Linked DNA regions of Mus musculus: region 2 is linked to region 1. Evidence: chromatin contacts called from public Hi-C data. All regions are on one chromosome and are shown on one strand. The core of a region is the stretch at or near the end of the contact, and the rest is flanking DNA. Distances in the headings are between cores, read along the strand shown. Region 1 has its middle 8.3 kb from the start of Gm9733. Region 2 has its middle 16 kb from the start of Sirpb1b.

Region 1 (2,700 bases), core at 40-2,539:
AGGGCAATGCCAGGGCTAGGAAGCGGGAGTGGGTAGATTGGGAAGCAGGGTGGGGGGAGGGTATAGGAGGCTTTGGGGATAGCATTTGAAATGTAAATGAAGAAAATATCTAATAAAAAAAAGGGAAAAAAGGGGAAAAAAAGAAAAATGCTTTAAAAATCAAGTCAAACAGCACCACTTAGAATTCAAGCAAACTTAAGTGAGGGGGAAATTCATGGCCTTATCCTTTCTCCCTTTCCTCCTTCATTTATTTTCTATCTTCCCCTCCCTTCCCTCTTCTGTCTTATCTCCCTGTTTATATCCTTCTTTCCTTCCCTTTCCCCATTCTGTCCTTTCCTTCCTGTTTTGACTTGGTTTTTGTTATATTGCTGAGGCTTCAACATAGTACTTCATGCTCACTAAGCACCTATTGCATCACTGAGCTCTACCACAGCTCCTGTACTACAGAAACAAAAATCAAGCGTTGCCTGTGAGAAGATCTGAGAAGACCATACTTAATTATTGAAATTTACACTTGAAAGAGAAAGATTTACTATGCAGAAGCTATTATTTTAAAATTAGGGATCGTTAATATATTTGGACCCTAGCTTTTGAATCTCATTATATATTGTATATTTACATTTTCAGACTAACTTTAGAAAAGAAACATTTTTTCATGCATTCTTTCTTAATTCATGTTCAAACTTTCAGAATTATAAAGAATTGTGTGGCTTGTTTCTGTAATTTTATACATGCAGATATATTTTCTCCAGAAGTACAGTGTCATGAATATTCTTCAGATATCATGTATCAAAAGCAAGCATTTCAAATGATCCAATATTTAAAAATATTTATTATACTCCAAAGTATGATACTGAGATCTGCCTTACATTTCAAACAATGGTGGAGCTATGTATGAACAAGTCAACTTATGAAAGGCAGAAATTATATCAGCCTACAGGTACAAAGGTTTAGATTCTATGTTGGTAGACCAAAGCCATAGCAGCAGGAAAAACTGTTTGCATACCACAGCTTCAAACAGAAGGCTGATAAAATGAAGGAAATGACATGAGTCTTTTGAAACATCAAGTCCACTCCTAGTGACACATTTTCTAAACCTTCCCAAACAGTTCCACCAACTGGGATGAATTAGTTAAACGTATCCTGGGTTCTGAATTGAATGAGGCAGAGAGGTAGAAATGTGTGAGCACATACTGTTTTCTTCTTCCTGACTGTATATATCTACTTCCTAGTACTGTACTTCCTCAGTAAAATGTACTATACCCTCCCACAGTGAGCCAAAATAATGAGTACTTCCTTATTTAAATTGCTTCTATCAGGATATTTCATACCAGAAATAGGAAAGGTCTCTTAGACAGAAATTATCCTTGTTCTGGTCTGAACCACATTGTGATCTGAAATCCAGTCCTGTGGTTTCTTATTTGCATATTTCTAGATCATCATCTTGCTGGAGGAACTATTTTACCATAGCCTTATAGTAAAGTTCCACACAGAAAGTGATTTACTTGAAAAGGGAAATATCCATCCTCAGTTTCTTCTCATTTTCTTTCACTGGAAATGAAAGAATCAAGTCCAGGAGCGTGCAAAAACTATATCACATATCAATATTGTCTATATATCTATATTTTTATATAGATGAGATAGAGATATATACATATCACTATATTGCATATATGCATGTATGTACATACTATATATATATATTACATATCACTATATTGAAGCACAGATAATGTAGTTGCAAATGTTTGACTCATATCAAAATATAATATCATATAAAAATGTATAAATAAAATATCTAATAAGAATAAAAAACAAAAAATAGAAAAAATAAAAGCCTATAAAGTTTTTCAAAAAATTTTAAATATTTTGGAAAAGAAATGACTTGCCCATTTTAAAGACATTTGAAACCTTTTTTAGCTCATTTTAAAGCATTTATATGAGTGTATCTGCTTTTGTATATATGTATAAAATTATGTCTTATGTGTTTGTATGCATGAATATATATGTATTTATAAATATAAAAGCTAAATTAATTGCATTACTTGAGTGTGAAAAAAATCACACAAACTAATGTTATTACTTAACAGTATTTTTCCATTCACATTTATAGGATGATGAATGGTTTATAATATATCTCTCAGTTAAATGATACATAGCTCCAACAGTGTTTGAAATGTAAGGCAGATCTCAGTATCATACCTTGGAGTATAATAGATATTTTAAAATATTGGATCATTTGAAATGCTTGCTTTTGATACATGATATCAGAAGAATATTCATGACACTGTCCTTCAGGAGAAAAGATATCTACATGTATAAAAATTACAGAAACAAGCCACACAATTCTTTATAATTCTGAAAGTTTGAACATAAAGGATGAAAGAATGCATTAAAAACATTTCTTTTCTAGAGTTGGTCTGAAAATGTAAATATACACTATATAATTAGATTCAAAAGCTAGGGTCCAAATATGTTAACCATCCCTATTTTTAAAATAATAACTTCTCGCTATCAGCAATAGAAAAGTAACCAACACACCAGTATAACCCTTGTGGTTGTTTGAATAGGTTTGACTTGCATAGACTCATGTGTGTGAATGATTGGCCTAGAGGGAGTGACAATAGTAGGAGGTGTATTATTGTTGGCATATGTGTACCTTTGTGGAAGAAAGTGTCTCACTATGGGGTGGGCTTTGAT
Region 2 (2,762 bases), core at 8-2,507, 250 kb after region 1:
GTGCTCCATACTTGTCAAATCTGCTCCATATCTCTCTACAATAGCTTTCACTATTTTCCTATTATCCTTTTCACTTGGATAGAGAGGGAATGAGCCAGAGAGAGGAATTTCCTTCTATAACCTATCTTATTCACAGAAGAAGCTCCGACTTAAATCTGGGGCATTCAATTTGAAATTTCTCCTTTTACTATTCTTTTCATTTGCTCTTTCCTTCTTTTGTTTTGGAGTGGGTAATTGAAATCACTGTCTCACACATGCTATATTTGTGCTCACTCTTAAGTTACTAACCCCGTTCAACCTCCAACATAGACTCTTTAACTACTGTGTGCTATCAGGCTTTTCATAATAAGTTAACTGCAGAAAGAATTTAAAAATGCATCAAAGCGCTTAGAATTAACCACCCCTTTGTATCCTTATGATGAATAATAATGGTCAACATGATAAAAGAAAAAAACATTGTCTTTACTCCTGCTTGCTGTCCAACATGACATCTGATTTCACAAGACACCTACCTGCACAGTCATTTGTGTGATTTACTTATATCCAAGATTTTCTTTATAATCCCGTTGAACACTGAGAAAACAGTTAGATGACTATAGTCAAAACTACAGTCTGTGTCCTCATATTCTCATAAATAATGTGTTGTCTTTCTATCACTGCAAAGACTTTGCTAAACTTTCAGTGTTAAATTTTCCTGTCCTGAAAACGACCTTATATAATAGTATGGAAGGTCACATATTTTTATGTTTTGTACATATACAACTCTGGTTGTATAAGTGCTTGTGGGTTGGTGTGTATTTGTATCATTATACACACACAGGTACAGGACTTTTAAAAATCACTATTTATTACTACTTAAATTACATTTCAAATGTCCATAATATTAACATAGTGCTGTAGTTTCAGGTTCAGATTCACTCAGTACTCTTCCCCACCCACTTCTTTTCTCTCAACTCTTGAAATTGCGCTAAATGCTCACACTAAGCAAAAAGTTTTCATGGTAAAATACCTTATTCTCAAGACTGAACTTCTGTACATTTTGGCCTTGGATTCCTCTTGAGTTCATGGAAGTGAGAAATTTATGGATGGAGAATAGAAATGCAATTGTTTGAATATGTTCTTTAGTTCTCCATGTATTTTAATGACTTGGTCCCTAGAACAGATTTAGTAGAATATTGTGAAACCTTTAAGGGAAGAGATTGGGGAAGTCTCAGGTGGCTTGTGACATTCCTTCTATGGGTACTGTGGTTCAGTGTTCCATTTTTTTTCTCTATTTGTACAGTTGCCATGGGCACTCTTTTCTTAGTGCTCTTTCCCTAATGCTATTAATCTGCCTTTCCATGGGTCCAATATCAAGTGGACAACTGATGGATCATAAGATATAAAACTATAAATCATCTCTTTATTAGCTATAGAAATTGTATTCCTAATAATTTTATTATCAGGAAGCTTTCTAACATAGATACTGCACTTTGATTCTAAAGTCTTGTTTTATGGTATTTGTAAGCAGCTTAGAGCACTATTTTGAGAGATGATGTAATATTAGAAAGTTGAAGTGAAATTTCTGGTTTCTTTGGAGACTCAGTTGTGTCATGTGATGGTTTTCTGAGAGTTGTTTCATAAGAGGATATTTTGTTAAATCAGACTGGTGAGAGGATACTTTACTGAGAGAAGACATGTAGTCTTTTCTAGAAGCTCTCGTGTGAAAGGGCGTGTGATATTTTGCTGGAACAGATGCTTGACAGAACAGATGATGTTGAAAAGGGTGTAAGACAAAGGAACCCTGACCAACCAGAAGCTGGGATCCATTCCAGTTCGGGACACCCTGCCATCTTCTGCCTGAACCCAGCAGGGGCCACTAAAGGCTCCAGAGTACTCTCCATGCCATAGGACTTCGGGATCACAGGTGAGTGGAACACAGCATCAGCTCCAAGGAGGGTCATGTGCCCGCAGGAACAGGGAAGAAGGAACCTCGTCCAACCAGAGGCAGGGATCCATTCAGGTCGAGGGCCAGGCATCTTCTGCATGAACATACCAAGGGCATCTAGGACCCCAGAGGACTCTCCATGCTACAGCACCCCTAGCACACCCAGGACCTCATGATCACCTGAGAGCACATGGAAGACAGAAGTAAGAGAGCTTCTTGGACAGGGTCCTGTCAGGACTTAATCCTCAGCCAGGAGGCAGAGCTAAGACCCAGACACCTGGGCACCTTCATTGCCAGAGGAGTGTCAGCCTACAGGGAGGGCTCTGAACCCAGGACTCAGGAAGTAGATCAGAGCTCCAGACTTCTGGAAACCTGACCTGCAAGAGGACAGCTTTCCTGCAGAGAGTGCTTTGATCACTGGAACTCAGGTGAGAATTGGACTCCCAAGAGGGCTGACAGAGGCTAACAGAATCACAGGAGGATCAAGCTACATCCAGAGACAGCTTGAACATTAAAACCAGAGATTACCAGATGGCAAAAGGCAAACATAAGAATTTTACTAACAGAAACCAAGACCACTGGGCATCATTAAAACCCACTATTCGAGTCCTGAATACCCCAACACACTTGAAAAGCAAGATGCGAATTTAAAACCATTTCTCATGATGGTGGTAGAAGATTTTAAGAAGGAAATTAATAAAGAAATACGGGAAATACTTAAAGAAATACAGCAGAACACTGCTAAACAGGTAAAAGTCGTTAAAGAAGAAATACAAAATCCCGTAAAGAATTACATAAAAACACAAACAAACAGGGGATGGAATTGAACAAAATC

What was found. Hi-C and Micro-C count contacts between places; a contact is called where the count stands out from the background.
Region 2: a Hi-C map of bone marrow-derived macrophages shows a contact between it and region 1, with 17 read pairs. The contact joins two enhancer-like sites. A contact is called at or near these places in 3 of 39 promoter capture datasets (3T3-L1-derived adipocytes, embryonic stem cells and macrophages), 2 of 484 Hi-C or Micro-C datasets (bone marrow-derived macrophages and nephron progenitors), 11 of 115 datasets of contacts at active chromatin or transcription factors (CD4 single positive thymocytes, acute myeloid leukemia, bone marrow-derived dendritic cells and 6 more) and 4 of 9 other capture datasets (adipose tissue, liver, macrophages and 1 more).

The regions. Positions count from the first base shown.
Region 1 is chr3:15,339,247-15,341,946 of GRCm38.p6, forward strand. No RefSeq gene overlaps it. Among named protein-coding and RNA genes, the nearest start is that of Gm9733, 8.3 kb to the left of the region's middle. Within about 2 kb of position 1,290, at least 4 of the 459 cell types and tissues checked have an H3K27ac peak or open chromatin away from gene starts, as enhancers often do. A contact at or near this core is called in bone marrow-derived macrophages, where this site is marked.
Region 2 is chr3:15,589,349-15,592,110 of GRCm38.p6, forward strand. No RefSeq gene overlaps it. Among named protein-coding and RNA genes, the nearest start is that of Sirpb1b, 16 kb to the left of the region's middle. Within about 2 kb of position 1,258, at least 6 of the 459 cell types and tissues checked have an H3K27ac peak or open chromatin away from gene starts, as enhancers often do. A contact at or near this core is called in bone marrow-derived macrophages, where this site is marked.